Linked DNA regions of Mus musculus: regions 1, 2, 3 and 4 are each linked to region 5. Evidence: chromatin contacts called from public promoter capture Hi-C data. All regions are on one chromosome and are shown on one strand. Each heading gives the region's core, a stretch centred on a gene start, on an enhancer-like site or on the middle of the called end of the contact. The rest is flanking DNA. Distances are from core to core; before and after follow the strand shown.

Region 1 (4,564 bases), core at 155-2,654, 1.2 Mb before region 5:
AATGTACAATCTTCAATTCTTCTCTATAATTCTCTTTACATTATAACAAAAATCATAGAGAGCTCACGACCTGGGAAGTAGTTGGTGCATTGTGACAAGATTCTGTGGTGCCCTGCATTGTTTAAAATCATCTTATGCCAGATAAACCTCATCCAAGCAAATTCGCAACTTACCTAACTGGATTTTCTTTTGAAAAAAAAATCCATCTTTCCAATTAAAAAGCAAAACAAACTTATTGTGATAACATCAACAAACAAGTATCTGAGGCTGCATTTCTTTTCCAGGCCCTCAGACAACACAGAGCAGACGTTAGCCGGCTTAGTACCAGGGATTTCTTTGGAAACGAGAGGAGTGAACATCAGGAAAAAAATAAAATTGAATTCTGATACAATTAACTATTTTCCCCATTTAAAAGTATCTTAGATTAAACACTACAAGGAGAAATGCCATCTAGCTGTAACTTGATAATCAACTCATGTCTCAAAGAGAAACTACTCCAGAAATAATTATTGACCAGACCAGATATGTAAGAAGGACTGAACCTTCAGTAAGCAGTGCCTGCCTGGTCACCCTGTCCTGAAGGACACAGCATTTGTAGGAATTTTATGAACTGTAACACACGTCTACCTTTTCAAGGCTGTACTCTGTACCCATCACCCAGGAAGGGCGGTGGCTCTACCAGAATTTCCACAGCAGAATTCATAGGAAGCATTATCTCAGAACTAAAATGATTAATTCAAAACACATTCGATGGTAAGACAACACGGAGAGTTTTTAAAGCACCTAATGTGCTCTTCAGCCTTTCTGTAGCTGAGCATTCAAAACCCTATTTTAATAATCATTAACATTTGAGGAAACAACCCTTTGTCTGAAGAGACTGGCTTACACACAAGCAAAGCTGTCTCGTGATTTTAAACCTTTCATATTTTGATCAAAAGCATTAAAAGCTGACTTAATTAACAATTCCTCTAACCATAGCAGATGCAGGTTGGATCAATTGCTTTAGCTACATTCCTGAACAGTTTCCAAATAAAGAGAGACAAAGAGAGTCAACTTTCCTATTAAAGTGTGATCTTTCCCCGAAACATTTATGTATTTTGAACAGAAGCAGTGTATGCTGCCCTCCACTAGGCCTTGTTTCTCTGAACAACGGCAAACTTGAACATGGAGTAACGAATCTTCTTACTTTCAATATCCATCACACGCAACTTTTAAAAATAGCCATTTCAACCTAGCCTTTGCCACAAAATCAACAAAATACAAGGAAGTAAAAATGAATATGGGTGTGCTTACCTGTGACAAAGACTTCTGTGTCCAGAAGGGCAAATCCAAAGGCCAGAAGTTTGAGCCACAAACCCATGGTCATATCTGGAGATCAGCTGTGCCCCTAAGAAATAGGGTCTCCCTGAAAGGCAAAATAATGGTTATCTCTCTTGAAGTTTGTCTCTGTAAAGCTAAGTCAAAACTAAAAGAAAAGAACGCATACTTTGCACTCTGTCTTATCAGATGGGGAGCAAGTTTCCTACTCTCTTACCCTAAGAACAAACCACTTGCTAGCTACATGCACTGCTAAATGGTGATGTCAGATTCGGTTTTACTAACTTCTCCAAAAATACTGTAAAGGGTCCTCTTTGCAGGAAGTTAAAAAAAAAAAAAAAAAGGTCGTTCAAAGTCAGTGCAATGGCTTCTTACTTCCTTAATTCAAGTAATTATGCTGTTAGCGGTTCGTCTCAATTTTCCTCTAAAGGAAAACAGTTTTAAACTATATAAATATTGCTCCTTTTTAATATCTTTTTAAGGAAGCTTTATTCAAAAACAATACATCCCTCCCAAGTCATCAATAATTTTCTTACCCAAGATATGACAAGCTTCCACATGAGTATAACAACATAGGGGTTGGCAAGATAACACAGTGACTAAGCTGGTACGAGGCTCTGAAGTTCGTTGAAGACGACCAAGTGACCCAAACCAACTGTCTTTCTGCTTATGTCTGCCAACTCCTGTTATTTACCATAAGGAGCTCAGACTCAAATGGTATGCCTATTTCCTCGGTGATGTGGCTTTCCTATGCAAAACTACCTTCACTGGCTTTAAAGAGCCTCCCAATTTGTTTTTCAGGGCTGCTGGTGGTGGTTTCATTGAGTTTTATGCAGGTATCTCCTTGAGTGGTGGAGTGAGACTCTCCTCTGTGCATCAGTGAATTCTGCTTCAAGACAGGAGTGCCCCTACATTTGGGGTTGCTCTGTGCTATTTACCAATGAAAGAAGAGCAATGAAAACCAAGCCTTGTCTTTTACAAAGTTAACTTGTTTCTTTTGATCATAGTATTTCCCCACCCCACCACACACATCCCTGATCAATTTCACATGTATATTGAATTTGCATTATTTCCCCCCACTCTCTCTTTTCCCCAGAACCCTCCTATGTCCAAATACACAGATTCATCCCTAATTCATACCATTTATTCTTTAACTTTTATTGCTACACACACACCTACAAATAAACGCATCCCTACACACACATACACTCATACACACACACCCCTACACATGTATACACACACTCACACACACACACACACACACACACACACCTGAAGGTATAACCTACTGAGTTTGTTTAGTGGTGTATGTGTGTGTGTGTGTGTGTGTGTAGATGTGTAGATGTGTAGGTGTGTGTGTATGTGTCTGTGTTTGTCTGTGTGTACATAGGGTTGACTACCTGGTATCACATAACTAGTTAGGGAGCTCACCATGCGAAAGTCTAATTCTTATATTCAGCAGTCCTTAACTACCTTTCATGCTTCATCTTGAGTGGGGGCCTCTGAGATTTCCCTCATGAACTTTAGCATATCAACTGATCTTGTCACCATTAAGGTCTTGCTAAGGTAGTAAGCCATTTATTGAGGTTTCATGATGATACCCTTCCCGTATACCTAAAAGACACTATCTTGTAGCAGACGTCCTGGTCCTCTGGCTTTTACACTCTTTCCACTCCCTCTTCTGTGAAGTTTTCTGAGCTTGAGTAAGTTTCCCAAGCCTTGTGTTACAGATGCATCAAATTGGGTTGGAAACCTCAAGGTCAGTCATTCTCTGAGTTTGACTGGTTGTGGCTTTCTATAATGTTCTCCCTCTACTACCAAAAGAAGACTGAATGAATGATGGTATTCTCAGGGAGTTTGCCAATAAGAACATGCCTACAGTATTTTAAAGGTTCCTGTGAATTCAACAGTACAATTAAATGGATCTAGTAATATTTTGCTATCTACTTTCATTTAAAAACAAAAGAATATACACATAACTTAGTGTTTGAAATATGTAGATAATGGGAGACAAGTAGACACAGTGATTATAATCCCTAATTATGAAATACCATAGGGTCTTGTGTTTTCGTGTGTGTGTGTGTGTGTGTGTGTGTGTGTGTGTGTGTCTGTGTGTCTGTGTGTCTGTGTATCTCTGTGTCTCTCTGTGGGTTTGTGTGGTGTACATGTGTTCATCCACCTGTGTACATTTGAAGGCAAAAAGGTAATGTTAGGTGTCTTCTTCTATCACTCTATACATGTTTTTGAGTTAGGGTATCTCACTGAAGCTGTGCTCAGCATTTAGGGTAGACTGTGTGATCAATGAAGCCCTGTCTCTGAGTCCCCAGGATTGGGGTTACACACATGCATAGTCACTTTTACAATGGGTTCTGGAGTTCCAAACTCAGGTTCTCATGCCTGTACAGGCAAGCACTTTTCCCATTCAGCCATCTCTGCAGCACCCTGCAGATACATTTTTGATGCTTAAAACTTTGTTTTCCTCTTACTTTGATTTCAAGGAGCTGCAGGGTCAAACTTGCACATCCCCCTTTCTGTACATGGAAATAACCTTACAACTTAAATTCCAGGTAATAAAATTCTAAAGCCTCAAGGAATCATATTATTTCATATTTGCCCAAACTTACAAATAGTATATATAAACTATGTCACGTGGGCTGACAGTCTCTCCACAAGATCCGTAGATTATCTGATAAATCTTCCAAGACAGGAGAGCCCTCCATTTGAACTGGTCAGGGTAGTCCATGTAACTCTCAAAATAATACAAGCTGTTTATTGCTGGGAACCTTGGTTGCCTTCCAGAGGCTGAAAGTAAACCCAGATTGCTGAAGGTACCACACACTTTGGACATAGGGCTCAGATCTAATCTGAAAAGCTAGATCCAATCTGAAAGCTTTCTTCCTGTGGGCTAGCTTTCATTGTACCATCTGCCTTGGGAGGGAAGCAATAAATAGACCTGACAAGCCAGCTGTGGAACCTATGAACCACAATAATGAGCAACATGACAAGATATCCCTAAAGGTGCAATAGTGGCACTCTTATCTGATAGTATCAGCAACAGTCTAACTGAATTCAAAGCCCATTCAACAGGAGGGAAATTATGCATCATATTAAGAACCTTGCCAACCACCTGGAGCAAGGAAGGTCATAGCTCTCAGAGGAGAAGCTATTACTACCACTTTTCTAGAGCAACATAAGTCCTAGCTCCTGAATTCTAAAAACAAATCCTTATGCCTATAGTTAAATG
Region 2 (4,786 bases), core at 704-3,203, 1.1 Mb before region 5:
CAAAGCTAATTCCCAAAGGATTGTTTCCCTTTGTTTAGCTTCCCTGTGCAGTAAATTAATTCACGATTTGTTGTTATTAAAAAACCAAAACAGAGGGGGGAAAAAGTAACTTTCTCCAGTACTTAAAATAATGCCCACAGGAACCCACCCAATAAAATGGCCTGGAACAAAACACTCAGTTCAAAGCCAGAAACAATGGCAAAGCTGCAAGCTCTGCCCACAGCTACCTATATTGTGAGAGTGTGGGGAAATATGCAAACTGGCAAACAGGGTGTATGGTACTCCCTCTCTCTTGCTCTTTGTAGAACTCTTTGCCAAGGGCAAGGAACACTGCAGCAGCCAGCAGCAGCCAGGCAGGGCTGTCAGCGTGAGCCTCATCATTTCTGTCACCAAGCTTGAGCCACGAGGCACTGTGATTGCTTACCAATAAGGCCTGAAGAGCTCAAAGTGCAGGTAGATTAAGTCATAAATAGTTCAGTTTTAAGCCAGCTTTCCCATCCACGGAAATGTGAGTCTGGGGTAGGGAGGGGGAAGGAACAGATTTCATCAGAGGGTAGTCATGCTCAGAACATTTATAATGAGAAAGCTGCTTGTGACTAGATGAATGGTCCACAGGGCATAAACCAAAAATGTTACCTATCTTTCATCATATTACAACGTGTGCTAATTACTTGTTGCAAGTTATTTATAAAATACAAATTTGTACAGCTAACAATGTTTAAAAAACAATTAGCAAAGTGAACCAGCATGGATAAGAAAAAAATTTAAAAACTGGATCGTATAGGATTTGTTGTAACCAAAAACAAAGTCACTCCTATAATAAATCACCTGTCTGAATTTTTATCAACTCGACGGCAATTTTTATTCACAGTTTACTTACTAACAGTCTGTTTAGAGTTGCTTCATTAAAGCTAGGTTGTTGCCAAAAGTGGCAAACAGTTTTGCATTCTGTAGGGAACTGGGACTGTATGGGTTAAAAGGCTTGATTTAAACTTTGCATAAAGCATGTGTCTGTGGCAGACACCCTGAGTCACCTTGGGGTGTTTCTTCCTTTCGCCCCGTTTGCCCATTTCCCATCCTGTCTATTTTTCTTCCTGTCTCTTATCCAAGCCTGCAAAACTCCACCAGGAGGGAACGAGTGAGTGCAGTGCTGTGGAAGTTCTGAGACAGAATCAGCTCTGCCACTCACTGTAAAGCGGGACGCCAGAGCCATCTCAGTGTGGCCGGAAGTGGATTAACAGTGCCTTCAACTCCTCGGTGTATGAAGAAACAGAAAATATTGCCATATCCAGTTCTAAAATTACAACTATTCCACAGGCTGTGCCTTCATCAAAAACGCTTCTGTGTGTATTTTCCTCAACAACTGCAAATCCGTTTCTAGATATACGAGTCCAGTTTTTATGCAAGGATTGAGGGCAACCACGGTTGAAACAGTCAGACTTGAGGCTTGCTTGCTTGCGGAAATAAAGTATCTTTGCTATCTGTGAGTTGTGTTTTGCTGCTCAGTGAACAGTTTGGGCTTTGTATCTTCCTTCCCTAATACCCAAATACTGTTTCAGAAACACAAAGTAAGATGGCGCCCCTGCTCAGGTCTTATTTTCGCTTCCTCTAGTTTCTGCTGGGAAGAAGTTTGCTTCGTCTTAAGTTGCCACGTTGTCATTCGCCGTCCACAGTAGTTGGCTTTATCTGAGATACATTTGTCCTTATACTGGGAAAAAGCATCACTGTTTCTGATTGTGATTTGAGCTATGTTTCCAAGCTAAACTGTAATCAACAATTTCACTCAGTAGTGTGGTGTCCTATCAAAACATAAATATCAAATTAACTGTGAGTAGTAGCTCCAAACCAAACCGGATCAGCCAAGTGAACCTTTCAAACAACTCAGATAAGATTGGTTTTTGCAGCCGGATGGAGTATTAAAATTTTCTCCTTCGTTTGTGCGGACAATCCTATTTTGAACACTAGATGGCGATATGAACTCGCTGAATTTGGAACCCGACCAGCCTATCCATAATTTCAAAGAGAAAAAAAGATGAGGATTTTCCTTAACTGATTTGATAGTCTGACACGGGGTGTTAGGAAGTGGATTTATATGATGTAACAGCTATTTCATTAAGCTTCTGTGAGAAAGAACGCATCCTCTTCTGGCAGGAAAAACGCGTCTGCTTCTAAAACACCAGCCAGGGAAATCGGGAGGCTTCATACAGAGGGAGGAGAGGGGAATGGCAGATAGGCTTGCTGGCCAATTTGACTGCTTCAAAACTGACTTAAATATTTTTCTTGACTACTTGACAGTCAAAATGGTGAAGGCAGTTTGTTTGTGTCAACACAGGGTGTATTTTGTGTGCCACAAAGTGAATGTCTATATTGCTAGACTTCCTGCCTGCCTCTTTTGTAGCGTAGCTATTTGGTCAAGTTGGTTAGGGCAGTCTACTACTACTGAAACCACAGTCACTGTGGGAATAAGTTCTGCTCTGTGGGAAAGCCTGTCCTCGATTTTAGCCAGTCATTGGACAAGTGCCTGATCTATAGATACTCCTGTGCATGGAAGTCCAGATGATCAAAAAAGGAACATCTTTGCAGGAAGGGAAAACAAAACAAAACAAAACAAAACAAAACAAAACAAAACAAAACAGTAAGAATCGCATAGTACATATCCCATGAATGGCAAATCCTGTGTGTCACTTCTCTAGAAAGGACTCAAGTAAATACTTTAAAAACTCAACTCTCTTGATGAGCACAGCCATATTCTTTGTCCCTAGAACCAGGTATATTCTGCACACAACTGCTTCAAACTGAAAGAGAAAGGAGGGAAAAATAGTTGGAATCCCACCAACCTCACAACATAGTCACAAAGACCAACAGGCAAACAAACATCAAGGAGTGCGCTAACTACTGCAAGGAAGAGATTTACACCCAAACTGCAAAGGAAGTGAATAAGAGTCGGTGTTTAAGGCCAGTCACTGAATTAAGATTCAAGCAATGGCATGAAATCAGCTCTAAGGTATGTCCAAAGGCATTCCAGATGATAAAGTAACAGTCTAAGAAACCAACAAATTACAGAGTGGGTGTTTAAGAATACCTGTCCCCATGCCAGGAATGTGGTCTCTATGGTGGCACATGCCACGAGCTATGTGGATGAGAGGGGTGGTCAAAAGGCAATCAGTGATTTTTCCCTTAATCTAAAACGTGATGAAATCCAAATATAAAATAAGTGTCGATGGGTCCTCAGTAGCAGAATGAACTGGGAGAAATGAGTGAGTGTGTAGTGTCTTGTTCAGGAACCCTGAGCAGTCTCAGAGGTGCAGACCTCACAGTGTGTGCGGTACAAATGCTTCTCATTCACTGTGCTTTGTGCATGGCGACTTTCTTCCAAATCCCAGAGTGTGGACAGAGGAGTTGGGCATAGAAAACTCGGGTGAGCAGGGGTGGTGACAGGTCAGGCCAACCTGCCTTGTATCTTCTCACTAGTCTTTCCCCTCAAACACACAATTCAGAGCTAGTCAGGATATCATATAAATCCCTCCTGAAGTTCAGTGTACGAAAGACGGGAACTCCTCACAATTGTAATGGACAGCTAAAGCATTCACAACCAGCAGGATGTGTAGGAACCTTGATAGAGAAATGACATGTCTTGGATAGGATCCTAGAACAGGAGATGGGCGGGGGGACTATAGTTCAGAAGAAAAAGAATCTGAATGAACTTGATTGGATAACGCAGTGATGTCTATTCATTAGCTGTCCCAAGTGACGGGCGACACCATTAGATGTGGTATAGATGTAAACTCTCTGCACTACCTTTGAATTATTTTCTTTTTTGTAATATAAATAATACATAAATATGCTCTCTTGGTTTCACTGGTTGGCTTTGCTTGATTTTGAGATAGGATTTTGCTACGTATCCCTGACTGGCCGGGAAGTCATTATATGGACTGGTCTGGCCTCCAACTGGTAGATCTGAGACAGGAGTCTAGCAGATGGACACCAGCAGAGGTCTTGGGACAGGTGGAGTGAGAAGGACTGTGCTATCTGTTAGAGACCTGTTATATACAGGGATGTCATGAAAAGAGAGATGCAATATTAGTAATGATGATGATATTAGGTATAATTACAAATACAAAGGGCGAAAATGAATGAGTACTGTGACATTTAGTAGAATCTGGAATGTTGGTGTAAGCTAGTATTCTTCTGTAGAGAGAGCAAATATAGAAATAGATATCTTAAAAGTGTGTACAAGGGAATGTGTGTGCATGTCCACACCTACAAAAACTCCCTTACTCTGCCCAAAGAGACAGCAATGCTCTTGTAGCAGCAAAAACACCTTGCAGCTAGATCTTGGCCTTGGAACTCCAGCTGCGGAAACAGCAGATTCAAGGCTTGGCTCAAAGAGTGGAAAATAAGCCTGGGGTACTTGGTTTGGTTGGCAAATAAGAAAGTGCCTGGGAACTGTGGGGATGGGTGATAAGAATACAGAGAGCAGCCTGAAGAGGCTCCCACTGGTCACATCTGAGGCAATGACAATCTGAAATCATGAAGGCAGTGAATAGTAACCCACCCGACAAATAAAGAACTCACAAACTCACGCTGCTGTTAGCTAATTAAATGGAAGGGTTGCAGGTAAACAGGATATTTAGATTCTTGAATTATAGCCCCACAAAAATCACCATAAATCAGAGTGGGTTGAAGTTTGCTTCTTGCTTTACTTCATGTGTCAGTCATCAATACTGGTGAATCACGAGGCACGTTGATAGTATGAGTCCCGGTGGGATGCAATGAGAGGAAACCA
Region 3 (4,511 bases), core at 1,926-4,425, 1.3 Mb before region 5:
ACATGTAACGTAAATGATTGATCACTTTAGAAAGATTCTGAAAGGCAAATTCACCCCCAATATCATTTTGGTTAGGAAAGTTTGTGTGTCAACCTGTCATAATAAGAATACCAGCATTATCCAAGTTTCTGGGAGGGCCTGGCTTGAGTGGTCACCTGGATGATATGTGGTCTCTGAAGAGCCATTTCCTCTTTCAGAGATGCTTGGGGGTGTGGATTCAGTGGTGCGAGCAGGTAAGGGGTCACTTTGAGGCAGAAGAAGGGCATTCTCTGTTGTGCTCAGTTCTGTTATGTTAATGGATGGAAGAAGAGAAGGAATATATCAATCATGTCCCAAAAATGTCCATTCATATACATGTTCATATTCAGCTTCCTAACCCCACACACATATACCAAGCTTATGTGCTATAGAGTGTGTCTGCATACTTCCACATCTGCACACATATACACAAACACATACATACACAAATATACATGCATACATACACACATACTTCCATATGTACATACGTATAGATATATATATACACAAAGAAAAATATATAAGTATATATACAGACAAGTATACTCAGGCAACATACATAGGCACATATACTCACATGACCCATACACACACACACACACACACACATGGCTATAGATTTCTAACTACATATGCATATATAGATACAAATTATATAATAAAAGTTAATAATAAAGATGTGAAAATTGACTGGGAAGCAGTTCCTCTTAGCTCTCTTCCAATCTAATCGTTGGGGAGCTACCCAAAGCAACTGGATTCAGAAGAATGAAACCTAATTTGTAAAAATGTCTAAAGGAAACTTGAAAAGACTTACAGATTGTAAGCAATGGTGGAGAAGGATAACGCCAGAAATTAATCATTAGGAGACTTTGGATTCCACGTGGAATAAAGCAAAGAAAGGAAAAGAAAAGAAAAGAAAAGAAAAGAAAAGAAAAGAAAAGAAAAGAAAAGAAAAGAGAATAGGAAAGGAAAGGAAAGGAAAGGGAAGGGAAGGGAAGGGAAGGGAAGGGAAGGGAAGGGAAGGGAAGGGAAGGAAAGGAAAGGAAAGGAAAGGAAAGGAAAGGAAAGGAAAGGAAAGGAAAGGAAAGGAAAGGAAAGGAAAAACTCTGGGTGAATCCGGTCTATGGGTCATGTCTGTAGCTCCATCACTCAAGAGCTGACTGCAAGTTCTAGGCAGCTTGAACTAAATCAGGAGCCCCTGTCTAGAAACAAATTGTCCTGCATGTGTAGATTCAAAAGATAAGCCAATCAATCAAATGAAGCCAAGGGAGAGTTCTATAAGCAAAACCTGAAAACAAAACTCACAAACTGAAGTGCAAGTGATCTGCTCTTATAAAACTATGAAAATGTGTTTGCCTTTTAATCAGAGACATGTGATGCTGAAATAAACTTGTTCTAACTTACTGTTCTAAAGGGCAGATGTGTCAGAAGGGAGTGAAAGATAATACTGTTCAGTGGGTGTGGATATGTAAGCTGTCTGCAAGGAGTTTGCACATGGGGTAAATCAAACACTTCTCTGTTTTCCTTTATTTAAAATGTTTTTATTTTTGTGAAAAGAGAAATAAATCAAATTTAGTTTTGTTTAATTACATATATAAATATATATAATCTATAATTTAGTTTTGTTTAATTACATATATATATATATATATATATATATATATATATATATATATATATATACACATATATATAAAATCTATCTGCATGTAACTTGATCGCCAGAAGAGGGCACCAAATCCCATTACAGATGGTTGTAAGCCACCATATGGTTTCTGGGAACTGAACTCACCTCTGGAATGGACTCAGGACACCTGTTCTCTTATCCACTGAGCCATCTCCAAAGTCCCCTAAATTTAGTTTTTAAAATCATCATGTTCTCTCTCTCGGATTATTAGGGATGTTATTTTTAATTGTCCCTTGCTTAATGTGTATTAACGTCTTTGAGTATTAAAATACGCAGTTTTTGAAGATTCACTTCCTCAAAACTAGTTGCACTTTAACAAATAAAGACTAAAACAACCTTTGCAAATTGAACTAGAGGTAAGACATACCTCTCATATTCAGGACCACTCTTCTAACCTAATTGTCCCTCACCCACTATGCATTGAATTAAAAGGAAGACCAAATTTTTTAAAAAGGAAGGAGGAAGTGGGAAACAGAAAAGCAGAGAGGGAGAGAAGAGAGGTGGAAGGAGGGATTTTTAAATCTGGTGCACATAGTGTTAACTCAGCGCCCTTTTACAGATGACAATTTATTTTTTGGTTAGATCAACTAATTGGAAAGGTTGCAATGGTCTCCTGGCCTGAGAGAATATTGCAGCAAGTTGTCCATCAAACACACTGACACTCCCTTGGAGTAAACCAACTACAAAAGGCTTTTGGATTTTAAACCCTCAATGTTAAAAACCCAAGCTGCTTTGAAGAGTGTGGTTCCTCAAGACATTTTCCAGCAAAGCAAATTCAGTCCTTGGTGTATGAAGATGTCTTCAGAGAAGTCTCTCGTGTTAATATCTTCGCAGACACTTAAGTTCAAGTCTCAGCAGTAAAATCTATGACTGCAAATTTGCCAATTCTCTAGTGTCCCTGAATCCTCATTTTGAACATTCTGAGTTTTTCACTGATTATCTTCTATTGGTGATATTTGGGGACACTGCTCCTCTTTGTATTATAGGCCACAATTCTAACTTAACTTTCAACAAGGTAAGAGAATAAGCTATCATTCCATCCCATCACCTTCCTCTCCTGCAACAATGTCTCGTCTACGTGAGCTGAGAGTAGCTTAATATTTTGTAAAGGAAAATGTCAAATTTCACTTAAGAAATTGGCATAAACCAATCACAACCTGCTCTGCAGCAAGTGTTTTATCAAATGTCTCTGCCACACACTAAAACTATACAATTCCAATATTAGACATTGAAAAAATAAAAGAATGTGGTTTTTTTTAAAGGCTCAGGAGTGGGATTTGTAAGTATCTGCATAGTGTTGCATTTAATGACAAATAATTCCTAGGATAATCAACTTTTAGCATTTCAGATTTGCTCCCCTTGAAATGTGCATTTAAGTTATTAAAACACTCATGTTTTACGGTCTCACTTACCTTCTTAAGACATACTGTCAGTCACATGATTAACCAGGAAACAAGCATTTACAGCAACAGAAACATGCAAGGGATCTAACTTCCCTTTACCCACCTGCAGGTCACTTCCTCTGTGTGTTTAGGCTTTAGAGAATTTTAACATCTATATTTGGTCATTAAAGAATTTTTAACACACTGGCAGCATGAGCACTATTTACATTGATTTTCTCAAAAGCTTTTAGAAAAAAATTAATTGAATTACAGTAGGAAACTTTGTAAACTATTAATGCAGCATATCTTAATATTAGATCTCCAAGCATAACTTTAAAAAGGGCAAATTACTCTTGAAAAAACATTATAAAATGAAATTTTAAATAAAAGTGAACCTTTATTAAAATCTAAATATAAGTGAACTCTAGATCCAATTAATTTATATAATGCATTTGTCCTTATATAACAAAACATGTGACGTTGTTTTTAGGCTTCCTACCCCATTTCTAATTCAATGCTTTTTTTAAAAAAAGAATATTCTTATGCAATATATTCTGATCAGTTTTTTTCTCTCTGTTTAAATCTTATCCCATGTACAGATTTTCAAAATTTATTTACAGTCTTAAATTTTTAAAAGGATTAGAAACTCTCTATGCCATTTATTGTCAATTTAATGAAATGTTAAACTTTAAATTGAACACAATAATAATTATGAAATTTAAAGAATGTTCAACTATTCACTAAATTTAATATTAGAAAGAATTTTAAGAGCATGTGACAGTGAGGAACCACACATTATTATACAATTTCTTCTTTAAACTTCTTTCCAAATAAGTATAAAACTTTATCTATATTAACTACATGATTGTTGTAACAAAAATAAAATATTAAAAGTCAAATATTAATTCTTACCATCACTGGGTGTAGGTGTTTGCCCTGAAAAAAAAATAAACACACTTTTAGAAATTTTGAGATTTAAAGCATACATGCAAGTATACATCATATACTTTATTCATATTTATTTTCAGCACATATCATCTTAATGAAAGCAAGTTCCCAATTTTTCTTTCTGTTAATGTTTTGATGTTTTGAAGACAGCTACAGGCTGACCTAATGGATGACCTAAGATGTGGTCCTAAAGGAAGAGGAAGGCGTGGGGGGGCGGGGTTCACAGTTTGGAGTCAGCCTATAGAGCAATTCCTGTAACGGGAGGGCTATAGACACTTTTTTTGAATTTTGAATCAATATTTTTGTAAATGAGCACAAGATAGAACTAAGTTAGAAGCAAAAAAAAAAAAAATGCAAAGAGTACCAGAAGCGCGCGTGCACGCGCGCGCACACACACACACACACACACACACACACACACACACACAAATTCGTGATGATGCTCTCAATAAGAAGGTCTCAATGGGCGAATA
Region 4 (4,604 bases), core at 1,099-3,598, 1.2 Mb before region 5:
CTGCTGGGCTCTCTATGTGTTCACCCTTGCTCTGGTCTCCATGATTCCCAACAATGGGCAATTGAATGTTTCTCAAATGTAGGTAACTCTGCTGTTTCCTGGCATTAAGTCTGTTTAGGTTTGGCCTTGAAAGAGGAATAAAACTGAACTCTTTATTAGAACCCAGAGGGTCATGCAAGCTCCATCCCCACCCTGGTGTTGCCTATGGTGCTACGGGGGTTTTGATTGTAACTTCTGTGTGTCCATCTTGAGTTCACCCTGACCTGATTCCATGTGCTGAATTCAGACACATCTCTGTATTCCCTACTTTGTGCAACCAGGCCTTGTTTCATGAAGTCGTTCCTGGACCCTCGATACTTAAGTAGATTCTTAATCCCCATTCTCTGCTTTGTCTCAACTCCTGTTTCTTTCTTGCCATTTTTCAGTATATGACACGTTTTAGACCATTTATTTGCTCACTTTTCATCTGATGTCCCTTGAATATATTCCCCAAGAGTGAAGTCTTGCTCACCTTCTTCTCCTTTGGCTATATGATACAGTAAAAAAAGACTGTTTTCTTAACACAATTTCCTCAAAGGAAGAAGTATGTATTATTTTACAGCATTAGAGCTTGGATTTTATGAAATGTTATGTCAAGAGTCTAGCAAAGTGTTTTTAATGTGGAAGTGGCTTAAAACATGCTATATTCTCAGAGAATATGGTCTGTAATCCAGATCTCTGTAAGTCAAAGTCACCAGGGCATCTTAATTCTTTTTCTTCCTTCTTGTTCTTTTCTTCCTATTCCTCCTCCTCTTCTTCAGTTTCTCTGGTTTTACAACAGGTCATTACAGAGATGCAATGTGTCGCTGAGATCCAAACCATTCAGAAGGTCTCTCTCTTGGCCAGAGGCATTGGTTCTACAGTTGAAACATATGCCAGTCACCATAAATGAAAGGCGTGGTTAGTATTTCTAAGAAAGAGGCTTTTTCCAACCACCCCCTTTTTTTCTGAACTAAAAATTACAAAGCTGAGAATTGAATTTTGGGGTTTCTCTGGCTACCACATAAATTCTTAGTGTAAAAATGAAACATGCTAAATTCAAGACAAGAAGTATGAAAAATTATGGTACTATATATATATATATATATATATATATATATACACACATATATGTATACACACACACACATGTAGTTTATACAGTGATGTTCTGAAATAATTTGTTTTTAAGAAGTGAGTTGTCTGTTTTCTTGACTTAGAGCAGCACAGATTTTGTGATAGCAACAATATGTGGAGGAAAACTTTCTCCCTCTGGAGGATTCCTGTATTTGCTCTTTGAGGGCTGTGGGCTGTTTTTGCCATTGGTCATAGTATCTCAGGGCACAAAAACTAAGGCAAGAGAAATCCCACACTTGACAGCATCTCATGCTCTAGAAGAGAAAACAGACTTGTAAGCAAACAGTTAAAGGGTGCTGTGACTGGACTATCATGGTGACTGGAGTGTTCTAGCTTGAAGGAGGAAGTGATCAGGGATGCTTGCTGGAGTGGGTGAGTGAGTAGACAGAGAACAGGAAAGGGAATGGGGGCAGCAATTATGGTCCAAGTGTAGGAGGTGGGGCAGGTTAAGGAAAAAGTCACCTAGGAGGCAGAAGCAAAAATAAAGATCCTGGCTGACTCATGCCCACTGGCACGTTAGTGGGAGGGGATGGTGGAAAACCTCTCAGGCTGTTCCCTGAACTTCAGTGAGAATGGGTAGCTGTGGATGAAGGAAAGAACTTCTGATTTTCCCTTAATCCCAGATTCTCACATTTTTGTCTTATAATTGTTTCCCATTTTCTTTCCCTGCTTTGCTTTTATATTGTGATGTTTTAAGAAAATCTTGGTTGATGTATTCATTCACGTTCCTATTCTCCCTCCCTCCCTCCCTCCCTCCCTCCCTCCCTCCCTCCCTCCCTCCCTTCTCCCTCCTTCTCTCTTTTTCCCTCTCCCCCCCTCCTTCTCTGTTCCCTTCCTTTCCTTTCCTCAAGCTCTTACTAGCTCTCCTTTCTCTGCCTTTTCTCCCTGAGCCCAGAATGTGTGTAGTGCCCCAAAATCCTAAGAGAGAGCAGGAATCAGAGCCGGAGCCGAGATGTGTTGAACAGAGCTGCTGGAAAGCAAAGATAAGGAAAGAATTCTTACGCCTAAAACCCATGCATTTTTTTTAAGGCCAGCTCCCACCACAGAGCTCTGTCCATGTGGTCTCCCATCCAATGATGCATGGCAAAGACTGAGAAATCTTGGCCTAGAAGATGTAAAGCAGTTGGTGGAGGGCTCATTGTAGCTCTCCGCAAACTTCTCTCTGCCTTCTGATGTGGGCGGAAATGCTCTCAGCTTGCTGCACTCCTCTAGCCTCTAGCTGGGTGGTGCAGCTGCAAAGCATGTGCTGTGAACCCTGTAAGCTCAAAAGGAGAGGCACGGATCCACAGCTGTGGCAGGAGCCGAGGGGCATGGGAGACCAGAAGCTTGGTGGCCTTAGCAGTAGCAACATGGGGTCTTCTGTGTCACTAGAGAGAGCCTTTCTGATCCACAATGCAAAGGACCTTGGAGCCCCAGGTTCAGAGATGTTTATGTACAGCCTCTCAGATGAAGTCAATGGCTTCCTCCCTGTTGCAGGCTGGGGTGAGAAGAACCCACACTCACAGGAAGCCAGCGGTTCCCCTTTTAACAATGCCTGCCCCCAGCTCAGCCTTCTTACCCACCTTCATAACTCTTTGTACTAAACAGGGAAGCTGAACTGCTTGCTGCAATCCCATCCCTTGTCTGGGACTTCCTCCTGGGAACCTGGAGGAGGTAGGGTTGCTGGAGCAGGAAGTAACAGACTGGGTTGCATAGCACCCAGTGAAGTTGAATATCAAATTTACAGATGTATGGGTTTGGTCCAACGCCTGGGTTAGCGTTCCCCTGGGTGTTGTGTGGTGGAAGTGAGTTGCAGAAGTGTAATTCCTTCCGCATGACAACATCTCAAAGTTCACATGCATATTACAAGCACATTAGGGCCAGCAGCTCTTCCCATACAGGGAAGGCCTCCTCTAGTACCCCAACTCACATGTATGCCTTACAAGTCTACCTCCTGTCCCTGATTCATCATCATTCCAACTCCATATAGGAGAGATTGGGTATGCTCAGAATGATACTGACATAGACCCATCTCCATACAGGACCATCTTCATTTAAATGTAGAAGGTGGGACTTGGGAACATCAGGAATGGGTTGAAAATCTGCACTGTACCTGAAGACATGTGTGAAAACCTCATTACAAGAGGTTAATTGTTTCTGTGATGTCAGGAAGGGATTTGAAAGGAAAAACGCGGCACACTACATGTTCATCCTGCCCACCAGCTAACACAATCTGCCCTGTTAGTTGTGCCCTTGTGTTGCTGCTGATCCATGAGTGAGCTACCTGAAGCCCATGCACCAAAAACCCAGCCCAATGGCTGGAAAGACAAGTCATCAATTATAAGGAACATTTACTGCTCTTGGAGAAAACCTGGGGTTTAGTTTCCAGCAGCCACATGGCAACTCAGAACTACTTGTAAAACTGATGCCTTCTTCTGACCTCAGCAGGCAGCAGGCATGCTCCCGATGCACTTACATAACTGCAGACAAAATACTCATGAAATAAAGATAAATAAATCTTACCCCTCCCCCAAAACACTCACATTTGCTTGGCTACAAGATAGTACTGCTCTGGTTAGTAGTCCCTGTAGGTGGCTATAAAAACCAAGTTGGAATCTGCTTTTGTGAAAGAACTCACTTGGACCTATAGTTCCTTGATGTTGTCTCAAACCCTGGATAATTGGCTGCAGATAATTGAACCTGGCAGCCATGCTCCCAGCATCCTTCAGTCCCTACCTGTTTCAGAGTATGGCATACCCCCACGCTCATTCTAAACTTCTCCAGGCCAGAGTCTGGGCTGCCCTTCCTCATTGCCCTTCTTTATATAACCCAACCATTTTGGCTATGCCGCTTTTGTAGTCAGTCTGTCAGCCCAGGTTGCCTTTCTTGGTCAGTGCTTCTCTCTCCTTGTTCCTCTCTGAGTCTTCACAGGGCTCAGGGTTCTGTTGGCTCTGGACTCTCAGGTGTGTCTGTCTCTGGCTCTGCTCTCCTATTCATCTGCAATAAACAGTTTCCTTCACCGTCCCTACAAGCAGTCATGCCATTTCCTTTTTAGTTCTAGTTTTCATTTACTCCTGGAATCTTGAGAGAAATAGATGTTTTTTAGTTTGAAGTTTGCAAATAGTGGCATACTTTCAAGAGTATAGGAACAACAACAGCAGCAAAGTAAAGATTAAACATGGAATCTAAAGTGTAAAGAGAATTTATTTTTGTTTTGTTGTATTTTGAGACAAGGTTTCTCTGTGTATCCCTGGCTGTCCTGGAACTCACTCTGTAGACCAGGCTGGCCTCGAACTCAGAAATCTACTTGCCTCTGCCTCCCGAGTGCTGGGATTAAAGGCCTGCCTCACCACTGCCCAGCTGTAGAGAGAATCTTTATGTACTGTGTGGAAGCATCGCCTGTCATAAAAAGCCTATGGCCAATGATGATGGCAAGATTACGGTGGGGTATTTGGGAAAGAAAGATAAGA
Region 5 (5,006 bases), core at 1,465-3,964:
AGGACTTAAGTTGATTGTACCCACGATAATTGTGCCACTGTTGCATAGGCAAATCCTGCCTGGCATTTCAATACTGTAGCAAATAGTATTGAAATATCATTGAGCAGGACTGTTTGTGACAATTTTCCCTCAGCTGCACCTTTCAGTACTATGAGTGTCATCCAGTGAGGAGGGAACTTGCAGCTAAATTCAGTTTTATTTCTTTGTGTCCGACAACCAGAGTATGTAACGCCATCAGTAGCAGAGTCTTACTATCTAGATCTAGCATGCAGCAACAATAGAAGTAGTCTTTATGGTTTTTAGGGCTAACAATTCATATACTGCCTCTTGCACTGGGGTTTTTACTTGACAATGTTATGGTCATTTTTCAAAAGGTCTCTTCCTTTTTCATTGGTGCAAGATGTTTCATACACTTAAGCCTTTTAAGTCGTAATTTAATAATCCACTTTTAAAACTAATCTGATTATAATGGGGTTGTATGGCAGTTGCAAGTACCATTGTACCTGGTTGTTATCAGCCCTGTTCTTCACTTCAGTGGTTGTGAAAAGACTACATCGATTATCTCTTGGTGCAACATAGAATACTGAATTGGGTTAAGGCTATTTATGAGGACTTCAGTCATTGTTTGTGTTGCATGGCATTTCTTCTAAGAGGACTGTGATAGTATCCAAACAGGTGAGGAATAGTTGTGCTCCTCACTGACAGGCATAGGCCTTGTATCATCTATTTGACAGTTCCATATGGGGCAAGTTGATTTATGTAAGTGTGTAATCTACATCTGTTGTCTTCATTGGGATATTGAGTATCACAATGAAGTCTCTGGGTATTTTACTAGTTATTAAAATACAGCAGTGTAAGAGATTAATACAACTTGTCCTATATGATTTTTGTCTGATGAGTGAGATAGACAAGAAACCATATTATATGGTGTATCAGTTTCTTTTCTGGTATTTAGATAGAATGCTTGACAGATGAAACGTAGTAGAGAGGATTTATTATAGTTCCAAAGAGATTGAGTTCATCTTTGTTGGACCAACATGACTGTGGTGTGTTTGGTAGAATCATTATATCTAAGGTAAACATTTGAATGAAAATTGCTGTTTTTTCACTGGACCTAGGGGAAACACCAGAATGAATAGATGGTTTTTAGAAGTACCTTGACCTTGAAGAAATCATTGTAGAAATGGTGATTTTTTTTTCTATAGAGTCTTTTTTTTTTTTTTTTCCTGAAGGAGCTTTCCATCCTTTGCCCGACTTTGGTCACAAGACTGCCCTGGCAGACCTGGAATGTCTTACATTATTGAGTACTACAAACAGTACACAGTGAAGGCTAAAGTTGCAGTGGTGTGGTGTTCTCCTTCATGAAACATCTAGCTTAGACCACAGGCCTTTGTATGAGGGGCTTGCTTTATCCCCCTCCCCAAACAGCATTTGAACAGCTGTCCGAGGTTCAGCTCATTGAGGCCGTTCCTCTTTGCTGCCTGCAATGCCATATTTCGCCCGGAAGTGACCCCATTTCTTTGATTGTCCCATGTAACTTAGAACACTGACACATGACAACAGCTGGAAAGACTTGGTGGTAGGAGCCAGACGATGGATGATAACACTGCACCCCCCCCCACACACACACAAAATTAATATCTATGGGCTTGTCTTTTCAAACATTTTCTACTTTATAATCTATAGCTCTGAGTATTTTATCATTTTCATTAGCTTTCCTTATACTATTCTGGGTGTACATTCTTCTTCTTTTTTAATTAGGTATTTATTTCATTTACATTTCCAATGCCATCCCAAAAGTCCCCCACACGCTCCCTCAACTTCTCCTCCTCCTGGGTATGCACTTGCTCGTATTTGCTAATGAGAGGGTAACCTTTTCAGATTCAGAGTTATGAAGAGAGTGGAGTTACAGGTAAAAGGGAAGGTGTGTGTATTGATTTCTTTTTGGTCACGGCCTTTGTATCAGTTTTTTTCCTTAGGTTTGTACAAACAAACTCTAGAACCTTCATCGCCAGACGGGCAATATCGGGCCACTGGGCATTCTGTCGGAGATGCAACACGTTAGGCAGGGGCTCTGAGGCTCTAAGTCCCGTAGAGGTTTGGTTGTCCTTTTCTCAGCTTCACATCTTACATGCACATCTTCTGTTCATAGCAAGGTAATAAAAACAAACCCCACAATTTTAGGTGTGCTTACATTTTACGCACATGTAAGTCGGAAAGCCATACAACTACTTCCAGCCAGCACTTTGGGTGTTTGCCACTGTGGACTGGAAACTGGCAGGTTTCCGGAGGAGGTCGCTGTTTGGTGACACACTGGAAACACACCAGTTGTCGTGGCGCCAATTCCCCCTAACCCCTCATCACAGCTATCTTCCCCTCCCGCAGCCAAGTTTTTCTGGTTCAGTTAACGAGGGCCCTTAAGTGGCCACGAAAAGCGGGTATAACGGACCTGGGACCTCGGTAGGGCACCCAGGGCAGGAAAGAAAGCTCACGGAGCATGCGCAGGGCTGGAGGCGCGCGCATGCGCTCGGGCGGATGCCGGGGCTCCCCGGCTTCTCGCGGCGGCTGGGCGGCTGCGCGGGCCTGACGTGCCTGCCTGGCGAGCGGCGGCGGCGGCGGGACTCCGCGAGGGGAAGGAGCGCCGCCGAGGTGGCTGAGGTGGGGGGCCGGACCCGGAAGTGGGTGGGCGCGGGCGCGAGCGCGCGGGGATCGGAGCTGGGCGGCCCCGAGCCGGCGCGGGAGCCCGGGCTTCCCGGTAATGGGCCTGTGGGACGCTTGCCCCGGGCAGCCTGGGAGGGAAGGGTCACGGGCGAGCGCGGGTCCCCGCCAACCCCGGCCTGGGAAGACTCGGCTTCCTGCAGTCGTCGCCCGTGCTGACCCCACTCTGCTCCCCTCCTGGGGCCGCCGTGCCTAGTGGATTTCGGAAGGTCTGTCGCTCAGGAGCCATGCCGCGCTCGCCCGGGGAAAGCATGCTAATGGAGACTTGCGTTTCGTGGCCGCGCTGGCCTTATTGTCAAGGTCCCAGCACCCAAATCGGGACTGCGGTCCCGGCCGGCCAGTCTGCCTTGTTTGCGGTCTCGGCGGGATGGTGCTCTCTGGGTTGTGTTCTCTCCACCTTATTCGTGAATCAGGCCTGGAAGGTGTGCTGTGCCTTCACTTCACACTATTCTTTTGTTGGATTGTCTTTCCCAGCCCAGCTCTCCTGGTTCCCTGCCCTAAAAAAAAAGAAAATCTTAGCTGGGAGTGAATGCACTGTCGACTTTGTAATCTAGTTACAATGTAGGAAAGACTAGTTGACAACACCTTTGGGTTATTTAAGATGGCTATGCGGTGGAGCTCTTACCTGATTCTCACTCTTTTTGCAGACCATGAAACGGTGGGGCACGCCCCTTCAGAAGCTGTTGTTCAAGACAATCTAGTTTTGTTTCATCAATCGCCTAAGTCACGTATGAAGTTTCTTGTTCAAAAATTGCCGCATTGCAATGAAGAAAAGGAGAAAGGTTACTTCAAATCTTGACGAGAAGATCCATCTAGGCTATCATAAAGACTCTTCGGAAGAAAATGCTGCTGTGGAGTGTGGCCAAGTGACCTATACTCAGGCTCCAGAAAGACCAACCCCCGAAGCTGCCCAGCGTTGCCAAGAACTGCCTCCCTCTCCAGATCAGAGAAAGCTTTTGAGTTCTTTGCAGTATAATAAGAATTTGCTGAAGTATTTGAACGATGATAGGCAGAAGCAACCGTCTTTCTGCGATTTACTTATCATAGTGGAAGGGAAAGAGTTTAGTGCGCATAAAGTGGTCGTTGCTGTCGGCAGTAGTTATTTTCATGCGTGTCTGAGCAAAAATCCAAGCACTGATGTTGTCACCCTGGATCACGTAACGCATTCGGTTTTTCAGCATTTGCTTGAGTTCCTCTACACATCGGAGTTTTTTGTGTACAAATACGAAATACCTCTTGTGTTAGAGGCTGCAAAATTTTTGGACATCATCGATGCGGTAAAGCTGCTGAATAATGAGAATGTTGCTGCCTTTCAGGCCGAACTGACTGAAAAGTCGTCACCAGAAGAAACACTAAATGAGCTAACTGGAAGACTGTCGAGTAGTCATCAGTGCAAATTTTGTAGTAGGCATTTCTGCTATAAAAAGTCCTTAGAGAATCATTTAGCCAAAACTCACAGGTCTCTGCTCCTTGGGAAAAAACATGGGTTAAAAATGCTGGAGAGAAGTTTTTCTACCCGGAGGTCAAAGAGGAATCGGAAGTGCCCTGTCAAGTTTGAGGATACCAGCGACGATGAACAGGAGAGTGGGGATGGGTCAGACAATTTGCATCAAGAAAGTTCTGAGAAGGAGAGGTCAGATAGAAATGATTCTGAGGACCCTGGCAGTGAATATAATGCCGAAGACGAAGAGCTGGAGGAGGAAGTGTCCGATGAAGACTCTGACACGGAGCAGAGTGACAAAGATAATGATGCAGAAGAGGAACCTGAGGCTGGCGACTCTGCCGGGAGCATCCATGAAGGGTTAGCTCCCGTCATCATTCAGAACAGCAATAAGAAAATCCTGCAGTGTCCCAAATGTGATAAGACATTTGACCGGATAGGTAAGGCTAACCCCTTTCCTAGCCCTAGTCACTTACCCCTTGTGCCTCTCCTACAACAGTGGTAATCACTACAAACTAAACTTTGGAAGGAATGTTTAAGAAGAGTTCTGAAGGGAACATGCTCTGATTTTCGGCACATAGTTTACCTTGTTATTTTAAATTTGTTGTGAATCAGAAATAATTTGGTATTTACCCTTTTGTGTTTTCTTCATTTTCTCTTAACAGGGTACAGGTTCTGTGTTTGGGAGAAAGACTCCAGACTGTCAGCAGTTATTCTATATAGCTTTGACTTAATATACCTGTTTAATCTTAGCAGTGCTAGTAGTTTTGAGTTACATGTACATTGATTATGATACTGCTAAGTACATTCTGCACATAAAATGATTAAAACAACTTTACATAATCTG

Evidence for each region. Promoter capture Hi-C pulls out the DNA fragments that hold promoters and counts their contacts.
Region 1: a promoter capture Hi-C map of pre-B cells shows a contact between it and region 5, with 3 times the contacts expected there. The contact joins the promoter of Ptprc here to the promoter of Zbtb41 in region 5. A contact is called at or near these places in 6 of 39 promoter capture datasets (the C10 cell line, the HPC-7 cell line, cranial neural crest and 3 more) and 1 of 484 Hi-C or Micro-C datasets (B cells).
Region 2: a promoter capture Hi-C map of pre-B cells shows a contact between it and region 5, with 5 times the contacts expected there. The contact joins the enhancer-like site here to the promoter of Zbtb41 in region 5. A contact is called at or near these places in 5 of 39 promoter capture datasets (the 3T3-L1 cell line, the C10 cell line, embryonic stem cells and 2 more) and 4 of 115 datasets of contacts at active chromatin or transcription factors (astrocytes, fibro-adipogenic progenitors, forebrain and 1 more).
Region 3: a contact with region 5 is called in a promoter capture Hi-C map of pre-B cells. The contact joins the enhancer-like site here to the promoter of Zbtb41 in region 5. A contact is called at or near these places in 7 of 39 promoter capture datasets (3T3-L1-derived adipocytes, the C10 cell line, the HPC-7 cell line and 4 more) and 5 of 115 datasets of contacts at active chromatin or transcription factors (astrocytes, embryonic forebrain, embryonic hindbrain and 2 more).
Region 4: a contact with region 5 is called in a promoter capture Hi-C map of pre-B cells, with 4 times the contacts expected there. The contact joins the enhancer-like site here to the promoter of Zbtb41 in region 5. A contact is called at or near these places in 3 of 39 promoter capture datasets (hippocampal neurons, liver and pre-B cells) and 1 of 9 other capture datasets (embryonic stem cells).

What each region holds. Positions count from the first base shown.
Region 1 is chr1:138,173,722-138,178,285 of GRCm38.p6, forward strand. Ptprc (protein tyrosine phosphatase, receptor type, C) reads right to left here and starts at 1,405. Exons shown (of 32, transcript NM_001111316.2): 1 at 1,294-1,405. The coding sequence starts at 1,366.
Region 2 is chr1:138,326,473-138,331,258 of GRCm38.p6, forward strand. No RefSeq gene overlaps it. Among named protein-coding and RNA genes, the nearest start is that of Atp6v1g3, 55 kb to the left of the region's middle. Within about 2 kb of position 1,954, at least 86 of the 459 cell types and tissues checked have an H3K27ac peak or open chromatin away from gene starts, as enhancers often do. A contact at or near this core is called in hippocampal neurons and pre-B cells, where this site is marked.
Region 3 is chr1:138,122,301-138,126,811 of GRCm38.p6, forward strand. Ptprc (protein tyrosine phosphatase, receptor type, C) reads right to left here. Exons shown (of 32, transcript NM_001111316.2): 2 at 4,003-4,026; 3 at 156-284. Among named protein-coding and RNA genes, the nearest start is that of Ptprc, 51 kb to the right of the region's middle. Within about 2 kb of position 3,176, at least 25 of the 459 cell types and tissues checked have an H3K27ac peak or open chromatin away from gene starts, as enhancers often do. A contact at or near this core is called in the HPC-7 cell line and pre-B cells, where this site is marked.
Region 4 is chr1:138,189,448-138,194,051 of GRCm38.p6, forward strand. No RefSeq gene overlaps it. Among named protein-coding and RNA genes, the nearest start is that of Ptprc, 17 kb to the left of the region's middle. Within about 2 kb of position 2,349, at least 151 of the 459 cell types and tissues checked have an H3K27ac peak or open chromatin away from gene starts, as enhancers often do. A contact at or near this core is called in liver and pre-B cells, where this site is marked.
Region 5 is chr1:139,419,669-139,424,674 of GRCm38.p6, forward strand. Zbtb41 (zinc finger and BTB domain containing 41) reads left to right here and starts at 2,715. Exons shown (of 11, transcript NM_172643.5): 1 at 2,715-2,755; 2 at 3,366-4,599. The coding sequence starts at 3,483.